Regions from separate parts of the Cyprinus carpio genome. Here region 1 is linked to region 2. The links are chromatin contacts, called in public Hi-C maps. All regions are on one chromosome and are shown on one strand. Each heading gives the region's core, a stretch centred on a gene start, on an enhancer-like site or on the middle of the called end of the contact. The rest is flanking DNA. Distances are from core to core; before and after follow the strand shown. Region 1 holds the start of LOC109051479 (purine nucleoside phosphorylase-like). Region 2 has its middle 7.7 kb from the start of LOC122146604.

Region 1 (3,857 bases), core at 839-3,338, 52 kb after region 2:
AGGTTGTTTTTTTTTTGGGGGGGGGGGGGCATATAGCTCAGGCCTTTGGCTGAAGGGGAAATGGTCACTGACAACCACTGAGGCATCCAAGGGGCAACTTCCATGGCTATGGTAGAGTAAGTTCTTAGTGCTCACCTTGATGCTTGGCATGTCAGCGTGGGTATTACATTCCCCATAGTGACCGCTAGAGGATACGGTTTGAGTTCCCTCAGAAAGGAACGTTTCAGGTTACGCATGTAACCATGGTTCCCTGAGAAGGGAACGAGACACTGTGTCCTCTTTTTTGCTATGCCTCGAATGCAAGCTTCAGACGACGAAGAAGATGATGTGTTTTATTGGATTTTTTTTACATTGTGGTCACACTGACAGTGATGTCATAGGCTGTCGCTGGCCAATGTTATTGTTTAGACGTTTGCTTCAGACACCAGTCATGCCGAAGGCTTTCCCTATAGCGATTATTAGAGGACACAGTGTCTCATTCCCTTCTCAGGGAACCGTAGTTACATGCATAACCTGAGACGGTTATCCAGTGTGTGTCCTACCCCTGTCTGCTGTGTGCCTTGTTTGTCCCAATAGTTACACTCATTAGTTGCCATAGCTACTCATTGGACCACACCCACTCCTTGTTAGTTCCCACAGCAATTCATTGGTTCCTTTTGTTCTCCTCTGTCTAAATAGCCCTTGTGTTTCTCTTGTGCCATGTCAGTTTTTTAATATAATGTGACATTTTGCATGTGGTTTTATTTCCTGTTCTTTGTTGTTCGTTTCCTTGTTTTGCCATTAAAGGCCCTGCACATTACACTGATAAAAACAGAGTAATCCACACCACTCCAGTCCATTAATTAATGACAGCTGCATGTAACAAATCCATTATTAAGACGTTTTTAAATTCAAACTACTGCTTCTGTCTAAATACCGGTCCTCTATCCATAATATTGCTTAATTCTCATATTTTTCTGGCATCCATTCACTGCAGAGGTTCCAATGGTGAGCAAGTGATGTAATGCGTACATTTCTCCTGATCTGTTCCGATGCTATTTCAGTACTTGCATCAAATGTTATAATACAGTATATAGAGGTTTTTCATTCCACTCTTATTTTGTGTTTTTATTTAGAATCCATTAATAATGATTGAATTGGGCAATCAGATTCGAGTGGGTGAAATCACATGTGCCTTATACGCTACAGATTACGTCTGAGCAAATGGAGAGATAGCAAGATGCATGGGGTATGCTTGGCACTCAACATTGTTAATGTAGTTACAGAGAGGTATACACTCTCGCTCTCTGTCTGTTGTTCTCAGACTTTCTCTTAAGCTGTCTGATGTCAAGACAAGAGAAAAGAAGTTGCATTATACCTTTGAAATGTTCTTACAAGCCTCCGGACCTGCATCTAAAAGTGGAAAAATGCTTGCAATCAGACGAATCTTGTGAGGTCCCCAAATTAAATTTTTCTGGTCCTGTGCTTTAGATTTGGGTTGGAGTCTGTACCCCTGGTAATGAGCCTCACATGTTACCGATCCTGTGGCAGAACTCGAGCCTGACCCATTGGCAGATCTCATACTGCATACTGGCTCTATACACACTTTGTGACCTACAATTCTCCATCAAACTTTTACTGAAAAGTAAGAATACTGATCATCAATTTCAGCATACATTAGAAAATACCTACAACTAGGAAACAAAGGCAGTATAGTAGAAAATTAATGCATCTAATTTATCTATAGTCAGATGTTGTTCTTGTTATTGTTATTCATTTCTGCTTTCTTCTCAATTGATAATTTCTGGTCCAATGACTATGATTATGTTAAAAAAAAACTCTTGTGATGCACTTAAACTTTGAATTTGTAATGTATCCAGATTTCTTAAGTGGTTTAAAAGCTTACATCCACCAAATCTGATTAAAAGTGTAACTCGCCTCTGATAATTAAACTCAGACACACCTACAAATTACAAGACATTTCATTCGGCATGACTAAACTTTAATACTAAGTTGTAACCTATCAGAGCGTTTGTGTGTGTTAGTGAGGTCAGGGATTAGGTTTACTTAAATGGAGAGGGCTGCTCTCTCGTTCACACACCAGGATCACTCTGCGTTTTAAAACTTTCTTTAAGACGAACACACAAGACCAACATGCATAGTAAAGATCAAATCTGGTAAGTTTTCTGTTATCTTAGGATTTAGTATGTGATGGAAAATATCATACATAGCTACTTTTTTTCAGAAATGTAAAAGAGTAGCTCTGTTTAATGCTGTTGAATTCTGGGTATTGTATGTCATTTCACAGTATAAAACATGATTCTGGTCAAGCAAAGGGATGTAAATATAATACTTATTAGTCACAATAGACCTAATAAGGACTATTTCAAAAACTGTTATGGTACAGATCACAATTTGCAGCAAATGAATTGCATGTTTTATTTTAGTTGAATTTAAATGTTTTAAATTCCACAATTCCCTATTATGAATATAGAGTCAGTTTAATAAAACTAAAACCAAAAGTTAATTTTTATTTTTCTCATATCCAGCCATGAGGACTATCAGAGAACGGCAGACTGGCTGTTGTCCCAGACACGACACAGACCTAAAGTAGCCATCATCTGCGGTTCTGGACTGGGAATGCTTGCGGATGCGCTCAAATGCCGAGACTCGTTCAAATACTTGGACATCCCTGGCTTTCCTCAGAGCACAAGTAAGACACAGCTCAGAGCATGTAATAATATATTTGCATCAGTGTTTTGTCCATTTGCAGAAATAAAGTACTTGCTAAAAAAATATATATTATGTGATAATGCTTGTATGTGTCTTGACTAAGTGTTTGTATATTCAAACAGTGAAGGGTCATGCTGCAAGGCTGGTTTTTGGAGAGCTCAAAGGGAAGACCTGTGTGTGCATGCAGGGCCGATTCCACATGTATGAGGGACACTCGCTAAGCAAGGTTTGACCTTTTTAAACCAATGGCACTACATGCCATCATAATTATCTAATATAAAATGAACTAATATATTATCCTATATCAATTTGCAAAATGAATTACTTTAATCTTGAGTGTCACATTACCCTTCAGAAATTCGAATGCATCCTTGCTGAATAAAAGTACTATATTAAATTTTCACAAAAAAAATAAATAAAAAAAAATCTTACTGACCCTAAACTTTTCAGTGATATTTTTTCACTTCAGTTCATCTTTGTAAGTATGTATCTTTCTTGAGCTAACACAGTTTAACACAGTCCCATCAGGCTTTATTTGCTTAATGACACAATCTGTCTATATCATGTGTCACAATTAGAATTATATTATATCACAGAATCACATTGCATTCCAAAAGTAACCCCAAAACACTGTTCTATTCATGCTGTGTCATGCTGCAGTCTAAAATGATGATAGAATAAGGAGATTTATTTTCTCTTTTTGGATGCCCGCACAGTTTATTCACTCCACTCCATCCTGGTCATGCTAATAACATGCTGTATATCAGAGCACAATGTACCATTCGGTGAAACTTTTGTGTGGTTCGATTTAAAAGGCTTATTGGTAGCTTGCCTGTACAGTACACTCACAAGCTCTTGAAGTTTTTTACAAAGGCGCTGGATGTTGAAAATGGATTAACAGTTACCAGAATTTGTGCTTGTGTTTCTCAGGTCACTTTTCCAGTAAGAGTGTTCAAGCTTCTGGGTGTTGAAACCTTGATGGTCACTAATGCAGCAGGGTCATTAGCGGACAGTTATAGCTGTGGTGATATTATGATCATATGTGACCACATTAACTTCCCTGGACTTGCTGGATTGAACCCTCTAAATGGCCCTAATGATGATAAGTGAGTATCAATGTACATGTTGATGTGAGTTAAAAAAAA
Region 2 (4,282 bases), core at 738-3,237:
TTTTCCATAAGTGAGGAGCATAAGCAGTTTCATATTTTTCGTAGTTTCGTAGTTTTCATAGTTTTCATATTTATAATGCCACGCCAAATGGTTCCCTGACACAGGGAAGCGTGACTGTGAAAATTGATTATCGTGCAGAATCCAGCCAAATACTGTCAAGAGTGTGCTGACATTAAAACAGTTTAAAATCACAACATGAACTGGACCTGAATCACTGAAGAGATTCATATTTTTTTCTTTGCCAGGCTGTCAACTTAATTTTTCTGAATCGTAAAAGTAAGCGTTTCCTGAATAACTGCCTTTTTTTGGTCCTTTCTTCTGGATATACTGTTTAGGATCAAGATATCTTTTACTAAAGGATTGAAAGGAACTAATTAAAAGTAATTGGAAATTCTGAATTGATCTGGCTGACCCATCCTAAGTGTGGTTTGATTAAAGCTGTCTTCTACACCCAATCAGATAAATCAATGTTGTTTGATCAATTGTGTTTCCTAAGCGGACTTTAAAGCAGGGCCATAACTGCTAAAGGGATAGTTCACAAAATAAATAAATAAAAAAAAATTGTTTCCTCATTTACTCACCCCCATGTTGTTTCAAAGCTGTATGACATGAAAAAAAAAAATCTGTTTGCGTTCAAATAATGAAAGTTAATGGGGACCTTAAAAAAAAAAAAAAAAAAAAAAAAACATTTGTGTCCCAGACAGCAAGCAGTTTCGGCCCAGATCCGGCCCACATCTGGCCCGTGTGAAATCCATGCGGGCCAGATGTGGGCTGGATCTGGGCCGAAACTGCTTGCTGTCTGGGCGTGTGTTCTGCAGAAGGAAGTCAGTCATTTGGATTGGATTTGGAACAAGTAAATGATTAAAGATACAAAACTGTATGAGTTTTGTTGAACATAAATGATATTTTGAAGAATGCTGGTAGCCAAACAGTTATTGGTAGTCAGTGACTTCCATAGTATAGAAAAAGAATACTATGGAACTCAATGGCTGCTGTTAACTGTTTGGTTACCAGCATTCAACAAAAATACATCTTTTGCGTTTCGCAGAAGAATGAAGTGCATACATGTTGGGAACAACTCAGTAAATGGTGACAGGATTTTTGAGACAACTACCCCTTTAAGGTGGTCACAGTTTTGAATACATAGGGACATTTATTTTATTTTTTTTTCAGAAATCTGCACCAAATGGTAACATATAATGGAGCTTTATATTTGGAACTGAGTTGCATTTTAATCCCCTGCAATAGTGGACAGAAGAAGAAAAAAAAAATATGTGAAACTAGAGATCTGTGACCTGACTGATATCTGCATTTGGCCTCTTTCTGTTGTCCAAATCATCCCCACATGCTACTAACCATGAACACATTGCAAGGTGAGGTCTTTTTAAACAACGAGAGTCGGTAATTCATTACCTGTCATGACAACACCTCTCGACAACAACCCTCCCCCTATGATTGATTGAAGGGGGATTTCAAGGGGAATGACTTGGCAACTGTGCTCAACTCTCCTAATTGTAGGTTTGTCTTCCTCTATTCCCCCATCCCTGTGTGTTTTAAATGCAAGTTTGTTTGCCCTTTGAATCAACCTTCAGTGTGTGTATGTATCTTGTGTGCTTTTGTACATTTTAGCATATGTTTGCAGATCATCTAAAACTGACTGTCCGAAATGATCTGACCAGCTTGTGCATTCAATATGAGTCTCAAAAGAGTTCATTCTGCAGCTGTTCAGATTTCAGCGCAATGTTTTAGGAAATAGATGCCCTTTAGTTGTTCTGATTTAGACCAACTGTTTTTGTTTTTATAAATAAATAAAACAGGCAGTAAATGAAGGGTGGGCTCTGTGGAAGAAGCTCATTTAATGGCCAGTGTGTGTGTGTGTGTACTGGATAATACGTAGTGCTGGGATTTTAGGGTGTGATTGGACCAGATTGCCTGTGGGCTCCCCACTGTGTTGCTGCAGCTGCTAAACAGGAGAGGAGAGAAGAGATTTAACCTCATTGTCAGAGGAGCACAGAGGCCAACTGCACACCCTCCCTCTCCTCTTCACACTCAACCAGGACATGCAGCTGAAACACACATACACTTACATGTATATTATGGTCACACCACAAAAACAAGCGAGACCATTTTACTTTACATTGCAGTGTAAAAGTAAATGCTGTTTGTTAACAAAAATACTGTTACTACTGTTCTTATTAGGTCAGTGATTTTTTTTTAATAATCAATACTTTCAGTAAGGATGTCATAAATTGATCAGAAGTGACAGTGAAGACTTATATTAAAGATTTCAATTAAAAAAAAATCTTTTAATCAAAGAATTCTAATATATATATATATATATATATATATATATATATATATATATATATATATATATATATATATATATATATATATATATATATATAAACTAAGCTGCACAACTGTTTTTAACACTGATAGTAACAAGAAATGTTTATTGAGCAGTAGGGGTGTGACGAGATCTTGTGGCACGAGATCTCACGAGATAACATGACAATATCCACGACCATAACAACCAAACAAGTTTCCATTACACCCTCCCCCACACCAATATCCCACGCAATAAATAAGGCCTGTTCACACCGGGACGAATTTCGCGCGCGATATTCGCCGACGTTTAACGCCTCGTGACTAAACAAAGGGCGCCAATGTGAGTGTGCACATCGACGCGAAAAAACCACGCGTAAAAGCGTCATTTTTTAAAAAACGCCTCGGGTTCGTTTTTTTGGTTTGACGCACCGCGTCAAAAACTATAAGACCAATGAGAATGGCGCTTTTGCACACGTGTCTGGAGCTTCTGAAGTTACAGTAAAACACAACTTGGGGGCGCTCAAACACAAAACTGTCTTGCTGAGCACACATACGTAACGGCGAAGAAGATATACGCCAAGTAGCGTCTACACTGCCGGGAAGAAATAAGATGAAGAAGATGCAAGGCAAGATGAATGTAGAGTTGCTGGTCTCGTTGGTGTCGGAACACAAAGAATCTATATGACAAACGCGACAGCGATTACAAAAATCTTGATAAAAGAGAACTAGTATTTCTAGTATTTCTGTTTTACATTAAGCGCCATCTAATGTCAGGGAATGAATTTGCATGTTCACTCGGCTCATCGTCAGCGAAAATCGCTTGGGTGTGAACACAAAAAACGCGTTGAAAAACGCTGGCGAATAACGCGCGCCGATATTCGTCCCGGTGTGTACGGCCCATTACACTGGCCCTTTCACCAGTAGGCTATGTAAGATATTTTATGTTCACATCAGGCAAGTGGACGCATGATAAGTGGTAAAATTGCGCAGTGTAGTCTTTATCCAGTCATAAAAACAGAATTCACAATTTAATGCGGAATGTCACGGAATTTGTCAAACTTTGAATTAATTAATCAATCAAAAGTAAGTAATTATACTTAAATCAAATCACAATATGTATCTGTAAATATAAATCCGTCGATTTTAATATGATTCCTGCAAGTTCTGCGTGTCTCTATTAATAAATGGCGCAGAGGCGTGGTTTCATTTAACTTACTAAGCGCGCCTGACTCTCGCTGGTGATGTCAGCGTCTGTCGTCTCAATAAATGAGGACAGAAACACATGAACAACATCTCCAAAACTGCTCTGAGAGTCACTTCATGAGCACTTTACCATTTTATTTGAGTAAAACTAGCATATCACATACACAAAACTGTAAAGGTATTCGCCACAACCCATCAAAATAAAAGTCCGGTCCTATTTTTCAGTAGAATATACATAGCCTAATACTACTTCCACTACAACTAAAATGAAACAAACATTATTTTTTTTTTAAGGATTAATCACACAACATTTCTTCCATGTTTTAATTTTAATAGTAAATTCCATTTGTTTGCCAAAAAATAAAGTTTGCGTAATTGTCAGTAATTAAAAGATAAATGATAAATGAAATTAATGTTTTATGCCTTCAATTGATAACCAGAAAAATGTAAACAAACAACACAGAATTTCTGAGGGAAAGAAAATTCATATGGCTACTTTAAGAAAAAATTATATTAATCAATTAAGTTTATACATTCAAATAATTAGACATACTAAAACACAGAATTTGGTAACCATAAAAAATATAAATAATATAGTGAGAAAAAATAAAACATTTAATATTTCCCTAAACTTAATTGTTTTAAAAACTTTTAATAAATTGATGTGAAAATGTATACGTTTCATGATTTTAAATAATTAGACATGCTTTTTAATTAATAAAATTCAATTTAACTAATAAAAAGTAGT

The links. A called contact is a pair of places that touch in the nucleus more often than the background predicts.
Region 1: a Hi-C map of red blood cells shows a contact between it and region 2, with 3 times the contacts expected there. The contact joins the promoter of LOC109051479 here to the enhancer-like site in region 2. A contact is called at or near these places in 3 of 8 Hi-C or Micro-C datasets (liver, red blood cells and skeletal muscle).

Annotation. Positions count from the first base shown.
Region 1 is chrA11:13,889,024-13,892,880 of ASM1834038v1, forward strand. It overlaps LOC109051479 (purine nucleoside phosphorylase-like), which reads left to right and starts at 2,089. Exons shown (of 6, transcript XM_042767048.1): 1 at 2,089-2,156; 2 at 2,529-2,692; 3 at 2,835-2,938; 4 at 3,643-3,818. The coding sequence starts at 2,134.
Region 2 is chrA11:13,836,749-13,841,030 of ASM1834038v1, forward strand. No RefSeq gene overlaps it. Among protein-coding and RNA genes, the nearest start is that of LOC122146604, 7.7 kb to the left of the region's middle. Within about 2 kb of position 1,988, at least 3 of the 8 cell types and tissues checked have an H3K27ac peak or open chromatin away from gene starts, as enhancers often do.